Regions from separate parts of the Arabidopsis thaliana genome. Here region 1 is linked to region 2. A link is a contact called in public targeted proximity ligation data. All regions are on one chromosome and are shown on one strand. The core of a region is the stretch at or near the end of the contact, and the rest is flanking DNA. Distances in the headings are between cores, read along the strand shown. Region 1 holds the start of AT1G34360 (translation initiation factor 3 (IF-3) family protein). Region 2 holds the start of AT1G34300 (lectin protein kinase family protein).

What was found.
Region 1: a targeted proximity ligation map of shoot shows a contact between it and region 2, with 10 read pairs. A contact is called at or near these places in 1 of 26 Hi-C or Micro-C datasets (root) and 1 of 2 datasets of targeted methods (shoot).

The regions. Positions count from the first base shown.
Region 1 is chr1:12,539,251-12,545,191 of TAIR10.1, reverse strand. AT1G34360 (translation initiation factor 3 (IF-3) family protein) reads right to left here and starts at 2,396. Exons shown (of 8, transcript NM_103159.4): 1 at 1,994-2,396; 2 at 1,498-1,588; 3 at 1,158-1,225; 4 at 788-886; 5 at 633-686; 6 at 450-518; 7 at 133-216; 8 at 1-51. The coding sequence starts at 2,206. PS1 (forkhead-associated (FHA) domain-containing protein) reads right to left here. Exons shown (of 7, transcript NM_103158.3): 4 at 4,635-5,941; 5 at 4,425-4,560; 6 at 3,791-4,158; 7 at 3,254-3,713. The coding sequence ends at 3,462.
Region 2 is chr1:12,501,185-12,506,946 of TAIR10.1, reverse strand. It overlaps AT1G34300 (lectin protein kinase family protein), which reads right to left and starts at 3,587. Exons shown (of 1, transcript NM_103152.4): 1 at 775-3,587. The coding sequence starts at 3,497. The coding sequence ends at 1,008.

The DNA of each region.
Region 1 (5,941 bases), core at 1,147-3,646, 39 kb before region 2:
TGCGCCTTTTCTATCCGCCTCAGGCCAAGATTCCACAAGTGCATCCCCAATCTGTACAAATATAATTATGAACCAAAGCAAGGACGATAAAACTAGGAAACAATTGCGAATAGAAGAAGTCATAAGACTTACAAAACAAGTGAAGCGAAATAGTAACTCAAGCAGCTTTTCTGGTTCAAGTTCCTTATGCTTGTCCTTGTCAGGCACTGCAAGGCACTGTTACACAAAGAAAAGAAAGAGCGAGACAATTAAAAAGTTGCTCACCATGGAATTCACCTCAAATCAAGTATTAAAAAAGAGAGCATTGCGTCGATATGTCTGGGGCTTTGTTTTACACCAAAGCATTCAGAACAGCTATAATCGCAAAATAATCACTTTTTTCAGGAGTTTCCCACGAAAGTCTATGAGAAAGCAGTATGAAGAGGTCCAGTGACTAAGAAAATTACTACCTTTACACGATATCCACTTTCCATCAGCTTCAATGCTTGATCAGATTTAAACTTTAGGTCCTTGGCCTCCTGAAGAAAAAAAAGTAAGTGAAAGAAAAATTGTCATTGTAGTATTTTCATTACCACAGAGATAAGAAGAAGAAGAAGAAATAGATAGGGTAAAGCGTTTCTAGAGAAGCATACAATTTTTGGAGTAAATCGAATTTCCTTGATATCAGGTCGAATAGCTTCAGCCCGCTACAACAAGGTAAAAACATAAACTCAGGACACAAATACAACTAAAATTTTCGTACAAACAAACATGAGAATTCAAAGAATGGATAGGCCATATCACCGACCTTGGCCTTAGCACGCTCTTTTCCTACTTTAGCTTTTTTGTACAGCTCCAATGAGTATTTCACAATTTTACACACAGGTGGCTTAGCATCTCTTTGGACCTACACAGATTTAGAAATATATAACGAGATAGACCTCATGAGAACTATCATTAGGTGCACAGTTGTCTAAAGACAAAAAAAACAGAAGAGCTATAGTTCAGCATTACACAATGGGAGTACCACATTTCTTTAAGAAAAGGAGACGCATGGATTACAAGGATACAAATTTGGTACCATGAAAATTATACATACAAATCAAGACAATTTTACCAAAGATCTCCAGTTGCAATCATTAGACACAACTTCTTGAATGACTCATGTTTAAAGTTACCTCAACTAAGTCACACTGAAGCTCCTTAGCCCGTCTGAGAGCTTCTCTCAACGATACAACACAGTGTCCTGCATAACGACAAAACGATATCACACATTCCTGATTATAAAAATCTTCTAAACTCTTTTACTTTCCTAATGAATTCTTAAGCTGTACTTTGGACTCCACACCTCTTAAGTAAAATCTACAAAAACAAAGGAATTTTTAACTGACTCCACCTAAAGATACTTAACCGAAAACACCAACAATAGGATCTCTCTTCTTATACTCTTTCTTTATTTTGTACAATCTAAGACTTTCCACACACCAAAAGAGAAAAAGACTTGGAATAATATATTACCTTCCTCGGAAACCAATCTAACATAGTCGCCAGTAATCTTCTCATTGAGACGTGGACCATCAGAGTCAACTTCCGCTTCCTTCTTCCTTGTCTTGAACAAGAACATGGATATACAAATTTATGACCAACTTTGACAGCAGGATCATAGTACACATACGACACTATAACAGCTCTGAACCAAACAATGCTCACTCACTAACATCCATTAGCCCAAAAACATCACACAACTAAACAATTCAAACATGATCTAAAATGCATATACACCGTAACTATAACATGGACACATCTAAAGTCGTTGAATTCAACAACATAACACAAAAATCTTGCAGGGTTCCAGATCTTCCATACTTATCATCTAATGCAATCTAAAAGGCAACAACCCCACAATTGCAACCAAAGTACTGAAAGTTACGAAATTGCATAGCTACCAAAAGAAGAAGAAAACAGAGCTGAAAGAAAAAAACGAAACTTTTTATCAAAACAAAGAGAGTAATACCTGAGCTGAAGTAGCAAGGAATCTGAGATTTTGGAAGATATTAGAAGGTCTTGTACATATATCTGAATTTGGGATGTCAAAAGAAGACAACTTTGTTGTCTGTTTTACGACATGAGTAGAAGAAGCAAGACAAACTTGAGTGTAGTAGTTTCTGGTTAATTGGTTTGATGCGTATTTGAGATACGAACGATTGATTATACGCCATATAGCCATAGAACCCAATCGGACAAGAGATTCCCCAATTGGGAATCGGAAGTGCGACTAAAGAAAGCTTCGATTTTGTTATCAATACAGAGGTGAACGGAGTTTCAACGGCGGCGATTAGTGGAAGGGTTCAACGTCTGATCGTTGCGAACTTGCGATTAACTGGTCCGAAGACAAAAGCTGTTGGGCTTTGTTGGGCTTTCCATAAAACAAGATATTTCTAAAAGAAAGAAAAAGATTTGTCATACTCTTTTTATTTTATTTTGGAAAAAAAATCTTAAGAAAGTAAACTAAAACACATTTAACTACCTAATATATATGTCCCAAAAAAAAAAAACTACCTAATATATATTGATTGCGTGACCACAAATTCGAAGTATATAACATCATGTGGTCAACATCATAAACATAAAATCTCAGGTTAACCGGTTCATTAATTTCAGTGTTGACCAACGTTGATTAACAAATCTCAGGGATAACCAGATCATCTTTTACTAACTACATGTTAAACTGTTTGGGCTTTTGGCCCAAATCTATACTTCCCACACATATACAATTTTGTTTGTAAGGTTGATTGAACTTGGGTTAGTTCTTTCCAAACTTACCCCAATTCTCCAAAACCCATTAGAATAACAGAATTTGGGTTAGTTTTTTCTTAACCTCAGCCTGTAATAACAGAATTTGTTGAGAGATATGCACAACTGCACAAGCCTACAATATCATGATTCGCGTTGGCAAGATCAATCATATCATGCGTTACTATGGTACTCGTGATTGTGATTTTTTTTTATAACAACAACACACCATTGCTTTGCATGTATTCTCTATGATGTTGATTGGACAGAAACTTGGGACAAATTCTTATCAACTACATTGGTTCAACTCAGATCTTGTGGCCATCTGAGAAGAAACTTTTGCTCGCTCTTCCATAGAATTCATTACCACACCACGAACAGAGTTACTAAACCGGTAATTACGTTGGCAAATTATGTGGTCGATACCTAAGCTTAGCGATTAATCCGATATTCTAATTTCGTAAAGTGACGATCCCTACCGTTGAAAGACATGTAATTCCACTATCGAAAAATAATAAAGGTCATGATAGAAGCAACATTATGGAAATGTCATTCATTCTAAAAACATTATTCCCTGTAACCATGTGTAAGCGAGTAGAATTTATTTGGCTTACTTGGAAAGAAGGAACATGATAGATGATGCATCATCATTAAACATGGCCATGGTGATAGATGATGATGATACATCATCAATGAGTGTGGCCATAGTGAGAGTTATGGAGCAATATGAGTTTCAAGCCTTTTGCAGCTGCACCACTCTCTCCTCTATTGTACGTTGACTTTCTTCTACAAGCTCGGTCGTTGTACCTTTCTCTCAACACGTCATTGTCCAGATGACTCCAAGTTCGTCCTCTTGCCGTGCTCTCTGTCCACATAAACCTCTCCGAGAACGGATTAACCAGACTTTCATAGAACTCATGTGGTGTCTCGCAAATCACACCCTAGAATCCAAACAAAAGCGTTATTTATCACGCTACACATTGTGCTTAGTTTCAAAATAAAGAATCTTGTAAATTACCTCTGCCATGGCTTTGATCTTGAGAGTTACATCGTTGCTAAGAAGAACGAGTTTTTCGTCACGGTTACGGTTTCGATAAAGAAGAGCACATTCGAGAACTTGATCTTCTGATGTCGGAGAATCAATCTCTGGTGCATAGTTGTTCCAGTGAAGTGAAAAGGGGAATGCCGATGAGCCATTTGACTGGGGAGTGACTGGTGGGGTTGGTGCAATTGCTTTGGTTTCTTCTGTTGGACTCTGGACTTGAATCCACCATTTTGAATTAACCTTACATTCTTCGATCCAGTCCAGAGCTGAAGAAGCAATCTCTGTTCTTCTTCTAAAGAGAAAACTGCGACTGCGCTTCACCTCATTTAGTTCCCTTAACACTGATCAATGAAACCAAAGGTGCGTCATGTTTATAAGGGTAAAAGATTGTCATCCTAACAAAAATTGGTTCTGATAGATTTGGTCTGCAAAAATGGGTTCTTGGCATCCTAAGACTAGAACTTATGTTATCACAGAAAAAGTCTTCCAAATCTATGTGACAGATTCATTTACAGCCTTATCTTTTATAAAAAGAAAATGACTCTATGGTTTGTATTTAGAGCTTTAAGTGAAGATTGAAACTATTTAAGGTTTGTAGGGTTTTTACCAGTTCTTGGTACGACCAGATGTGTCCCCTTGAGACCTTGTAGTAACTGCAGTGGCTTCCTAGACTCTTTGTCGAGGAGTGAAGAAGTATCCAAAACAATGGTCCACTTCATCTTGCTCTTTGCATCAGAAAGATTCTAAAACACAGTAAACTAATTGTTAGTATAAGAACTGCACAAAGACTCAATAGAGGAAAATCATAATGACTTACAGAAGAGGAACGAATGCCCCTAGAAATATTATTCCTTGCTGATGCAGTTGAAGAAGCCTCAGTGTATGACTGACTTTGGAAAGAAGATTTTTCAAGTAGAGGTTGAAAAGGCGCCCGCTCAGCTTTCTTCTTTGGTGCCAGAGGCTCATGCTTCAGCTTAGATTTGCTGCCCAGGCTGTGTAGATCTTCTGGTTCCTGTTCCACCATCACGTTTTCTTCCATACGAATATCAAAGAATGGTTTACGTGTTGCTTTAGAGGAGGAGCCTTTTGTATCCTTAATATCACCAAATTCTCGCAAACGTTTTAGCATGTGAGAGCTTGGGGTAAGATTCTCCTTATCTGGGGTAAAGATTTCTGGTTCTGTGAATGCCTCTGAAGCAAGAACAGCAATACTGGAATGAACCAATGACGAGCATGATTTTCCTGAAAGCTTTAAAGAGCTCTTGCTATCTTTCACGTCACCAATATCTTGTAATCTTTTCAACATATGAGAACTTGGGGTGAGGTTCTCCTTGTCAGGAGTAAAGATCTCTGGTTCCAGAATCTCTGCACCATGATGAATAGTCAGAGAAATAGACTTGTCACTTAGAGCCTGTTTTCTATGCAACTTGTCTTTTGGTTGTCTCCCAGTTTGTTTTTGCTTTCCTTGACTCTTGTTGGTCCGTATCTTAAGAACAGAAGCAGCTTTCCCCCTCCTAGACCAAATGTTGCATGTACTTGAGCTATCCATATCACACAATACATCATCTCTAACAGCATGTGTTTCCGGGGTCTGGTTTTCTTGACTTCCAGAATCAGAAGAAGACAGTTCTTCAATCAATTTTGTATCCTCAGATGTTTTTGCAGCCAAGGCCGAAGGAATCGGACACCTAGAGAGTCTTCCAATGTCAGTATTTTCTTCACCCTCTATTTCGCTTAGGCTGTAATATTTTTCAGATCTCCCAGAACCAATTAACAATTCTGTTTTGGGTTTTTCAGTCTCACTGATTATTCCTGATTCTTGATCCTGGTCAGTGGCAGGATTCACTTCACTCTCGGAAGGTGGCTGCGAACTCGAGCAGAGACTTTGAATATCATCTGTATTGATACTTGAAAGACGATCTTTTGGAGTGGACAAACAATCAGATACTGGACTGGCTTGCCTTGAACTGACCTTGGTTTCTCCATTGCGTTTTTGATTTAGTAAGTTCTCACATTCGGTCTTCATGGCAACTTCACTCTGGAATTCAGAATCAGAACCTACGAGGCCTCGGGCTTGCTGCCTTGAATCCTCAGTTTCTAAAGTTGGCTCAGCTTTAGAGAAAG
Region 2 (5,762 bases), core at 2,338-4,837:
TGTTAACCCAAAAAACTGCTAATGTAATGGTAAGATTGGTCGGAAGAATTTTGCCTCTCTTTTGAACCAATTAAATGATTCATGAAATCCACATTGTTCAAATTTTTGTCTTTTGAGTTATTCTTCTGTCTCCATCGCAATTCATCATGAATATTTTGATTCCACATTCCAATATATAATTTTTGTAACTAATTAATAATTATTGCCCCCACACTCTTCTTTATACAAAGAACAAAAAAAGGCACCTGACAATTATATTGATAAGATATATAAATGTTTATTGAAAATATGTGGGTGACTAATAATTATGAGATATATATAAATTAACATAGGTGTTGGAGTTTGATGATCAAACTAACCAGGTGAGATAAACCAACTTTGACAAATAAATGTCTTCGTGAGGATCGAAATTTATTTACTTTGAATATGACGCCGTTTTTGTGATTCTAACGTTTTTCTTGTTTTAAATGTCTCTATAATCTTTTAACTGCTATTAGAAAAGATGTTTATCTTTTTCAAATAATAAGTTTTACAAATTGCTTAATACTTAATTCCGTGGACAAAAGTTATATGAAAAAAACGTTACAAACAAAGTTAATGTACATATAACCAAATAAAAATCACACAAATGAATTTTTGAGTTAAGAAATGTGGCAGCTTTTGCTTTTATTTTTCTTCCCACGACGAGTTTCTTAAGCTCGCATGAGACGACGTACACGCAACAATATTGGAAGAAATTGAGATCTTAAATTTGTTTCAACCCCGAGAATGATAATAATAACATTATAGTATATGCAATTTTACCTTGAAGGTCTAAATTCCTAGAAATGTCATATTAAAACTTGTGGAACTTCTTAAAACCATTCCACAACTTTGAATATGCGTATATAATTTATCTCAGATAAATAGTAAGTAGATATAGCTTTGAAGTGTTCCTATACAATTATAACGTATGCAAATAAGTAAATCAAAACAACCTAGACATTAGTAATCACAATACAACACTTTTAAGATCCAAGCATAGAGCCTTCACTGATCCTTGTGGAAGCTGGTCCAGACGATGTGATCCCCATTGTCTGAAACGATCGTGTAGCAGAAAAAGAAGATGAACGAGTCGGACCCGAAGCAACAAACATAGATGCATGGCTCGTGCTCATACTGTTCCCTGAAAACGATACTTCACTTATGGTCTTTGGACATAGTGGGTTCTTTATCTCTGTGATTCCTTCTAGCATTTGAACCACTTTCCCCATTGTCGGTCTCTGCAATGGCTGCTCTTGTATGCACCAGAAGCTTGTCTTAACCATTCTCATCACTTGTTCCATATCAACAGTTTGATCTTCGCTTAAACGTGTGTCTAGGATCGCCTTGGTGTTGCCCTTTTCAAACTCCTCGTATGCCCAGATCGAGAATTTCTTGTGGTTCGTTTTCTCCGAGACATCAAAGTTTCTTTTACCGCTAACTAGCTCTAGTAGGACCATTCCATAGCTATAGACATCCGATTTTGAGGTTATGGGAAGATTTGCGAGCCATTCAGGAGCTAAATAGCCTCTTGTTCCTCTAACACTGCTCATGTTGTATCTGTTGTCTTTTGGGTTCAAGAGTTTGGCAAGTCCAAAGTCCGAGACTTTGGCAGCAAAATTGTCATCTACGAGAATGTTCTCCGGTTTAATGTCGCAGTGTACAATGCAGTCGCGGCACTCCTCGTGGAGGTAAGTTATTCCCTTAGCCGTCCCAAGGGCAATGTTAAACCGATACTCCCAAGTCAAGAACTTCGCTGAATCAGTAGTAAACAGGAAGTTATCGAGAGATCCATTTCTCATGAACTCATAGACGAGAAGCCTATGTCTTCCCTGGGAGCAAAATCCAATCAGTCTGACTAGATTCAGATGGTGTGTGCTGCTAATGGTAGCAACCTCCATTCTAAACTGCTTCTCTCCTTGCTCTATTCCTTCAAGTTGCTTCACTGCAACCACGGTTCTATTAGTGAGCACGCCTCTATACACAGTTCCAAACCCTCCAGCTCCAAGCTTCTCTTTGAAACTTTTGGTGCAACGCTGCAGCTCCTTATAAGTAAACTGCACAGGTGCACCAGAAGCGTACTCAAGCAAAGTGTAGTGAGACGACAAAGTTCCAAACCGAGGATTCTTTCTACAGCAACACCACCAGAGACCTATCTCTACTGCAACCAAACCAAGAAGCCCAGCTATTACAGCAACCGCGACAATCCACAAATGCACTTTCGAGTTGTTATCGTCGCCTTTTGTTGCTCTTTCGAGTGTGTTAGCCACCACTGGACCACACACTTTAACATAAGAAGTACTCGGAACCGATGGCCACTGGTACCCAGTAAAGAAGGAACCAGGATGTTTCTGCCAACAATTTCCAGACCCATCAGACATGGAAACAGAAGCAAGACACAAAACACTACTAAGACAATTAGCTCTACAAGGCGAACTACCCGCAAAGAAACTCTCCGAGTTCGGATCGTCTTCATAAGTAAACAACCTCGTATGAACCAAATCAAGCATGGTTGTATTGCCAGAGCAATCACTTAGCTCCACTTTCCTTTTACATCCCTTTCTTCTATCATTCACATCAACAAAATCAAAGTTACGAGACGGACACGAACAAATCGGATTAGTATCATTGTAACTACAAATCCCAAAGTTTCCACAATATCCATAAACAAGACACTGATCAACAGCAGACCAATGAGCATTCACAGGTCCACTGTTTCTACTAGCAGAACTGTAGATTCTCAAATTCCCATCATCATCTAACTTCAAGAACCTAAACGTATTGCTATCACCGTAATCGCCACTATAAACGATTTCAGCTCCTCCAAGAAGATTTGATTCGAAGATCGAAACAACTCCATTAGTCTGTAAACTTAATCTAGGAGACGATAGATTCGAGCTAAACGAAGAATTAAGTCCATGGTTCCAGTAAATCGCGCTAGTGTTCCACCTAAGAGTAAGATTCCCACTTCTCTCTAACTGAAACGAGTAAAGACCAGATCGGAGAATCTTACCGGCGGTGAAATTCTGCGATTGGACGATTGTATCCGTCGGATTATCGAAGGAAGACCAAACCGGGACGCTTCGGTTATTGAGGAGGATGAATTCACCGGTATCTTCAATCGAACCGGAAGTAACACCGAGACGATCGGTTTTAGAGTCCCAGACGGTGGTTCCGGAGCCGTTGGTGAGACGGAGAGAGCCGGAGGTGTGAAGACGAAGAGATCCTCGTGAGTCAACGGTTCCTGCTGACCATATCGGAACGCTTCCAGCGAAAGAGACGGCGGCGAGGAAGGAGTTAGGGGAAGGAGATGGAACAAAGGAGACGGAGAAAGTGGAATTGGGAGATGGCCAGTTCTGGTTGGAACCGGAGGCGTAAATAACGGAGCCGAGAGGTATGGTAGAGAATGAGAAAGGGAAGTGGAGGAGAAGGAGAAGAAGAGGGAGAAGTTTGAGAAATGGCGTCTTCACCGCCATTGTTACGATTGTGAAGCTTCTTCTTCTTCTTCTCTCTCTCTTCTGTTATCAATGAAGACTCTTTTTCTCTTTAATTAATTACTCTTAGATATTGTAATTAGTCGTCAAAGTTGACAATTTTAAATGAGCGTCTCCATTATGAACTACGAGAGAATTTTAAAAAATCTTCGTTTAACTTAATTTTAGATTTTACACAATAATAATAAAAAAAAACTTAATTGTCGAAAGAGTGCATCTGGGATTTGAAAATAATAATCAGATTGTACTTGAATTCTTTTATCCATTTCAGTTTGAAAAATCTAGATAATCCTAATTCTAAATAGCAATACTAATTATTCGATAAAAACGGAGCGAATCATAAATACTACTCCCTCTATTTCTATTGTTTTTAACTTTCTATACAAATAAATAAATATATTTAATATTTTCTAATTAATTCTATTTTAATTATATATTTTTTTATTGGTTGAATTGATTATAATAAATAATGTTTTTATATAAAAGATGTAGATTAAATGATAGTTTTATAATTTCTTAATATGTGTGTAAAAATCTTAAACTACAACTAATATGAAACAGAAGAATTATAATTTTAGAATGTGAATATATGTTCTACTCTATATATACATTTAATATTATTATTTTTTTAATTGTTTTTAGTTATATTTAAAATTTTACACATAAACTAGATTATAATCTGTGTTACATTACAGATGTAATGTTTTTGTTTTTTGAAGTAAAAGAATATTATAGTATAAAGTTGAAAATGTCATATTATGTTCAAATATTGTTTTTTAGTTGGGTAAAATTGTGTATTATATTTATTTTGTTTTAAAACAGGTTTTCATAATAAAGAATGAGATAAGATTGTAGTGTATATAATATGGTTTTAGTTGTATTAAAATGGAATTGTTTGTTATTAAAATCTGTTTTCCCATCCGTTTTGGAGTTTTCTCAATTGACATTTGTTTTGTTTTAAATATTAGATTTTTAAGGTTTTTTAGTTATTTTTATACGAATGTTTCGATTTCTGGATAGATGATTGGTGGTAATAGAATTGTAATTGATGGTAAATTAGGAATAAATGGCAATGAATAAGATCCTCTTGTTAGACTAAATGTTGATTATCATCCATGTAATAGATCAAAAATGAGCAATAGAGAAAACTAAGAAACGTGATGTCTAATTTTTTAACAAGAGATTATTATATTTTTTTTTATTTATTTTATAAATTAACGATCCATGTAAAAAATTTATGTTGACAAGTGATGGCGATAATGCTTGGATAAATACTATTTTCGACAAAAACCAACATGAAATTTATTTTTATTATATTTTAATCATGACTGACAAGATAAAGATAGGAGTAAAACTATGTAGAAATGAAACTATTGATACCCATGAAAGAGGAAGAAAAAAATATTGAAGAGATGATTTTCTTAGAAGAATAATGGAAACTTTTTGGGTATAGTGAATCTAACATGATAACTTTTCTTGACAATATCGAGAAGATGACACGCAAGTTTAGAAACAGTGTTAAAAGTTAATTTACAAAGGAATAGATGAAGTTTTGAAAGTGTCTCATTTGGATTATTGAGTTCGAGGAAGAAAAGTGGTGCTTACTAATGTAAATTTATAAAATACTAGTATTATATTCCTGTTTTGTAAGGACAAAATAATTTTTGATGACATAATTTCTATTCAGTTGTATGAATTGCTTTTATTTCTAAATCAATAGTATGGATTTGAGTAAAGAAATAGATTCTTCATTTACAAAATTTGTTTTGCCACTTATTTACTTAAAACAAAATTATTATACTTTAACATTGCAAAGTAAAATTATTTGTATTTACCAAAAGTAGAATTTTTAAATTAACTCAAATTTGACGTTTAATTTTGTTTCTATATCACTTGATGAATTAAGTATGAAAAAAATATGAAATTTTTTTGGTAAAATATACAAGTATATAAAAATTTAAAATATTAAATAAAAGTGTTGAAATGTTGAAGAACTTATTTGATTATGTTTTTAATCTTAGTTAGTTTTTTTTTTAATTCTAGTAAAAGTGGAGCAATTATGAAGATTAAAGAAAAACAAGAAAAAATAATATAGTGGTAAACACTTTGTGGTTTGGACTATTTTCTTCTCATCCATCATAAAAACTATAGTGTGATTTTTTTAATTATAGTAACAAAAGAAAAAACAAGAGTAGTTTTTTCATGAGTAAAAGTATGTTACTTTGCAATTTTGAAGTAGTTCACCTA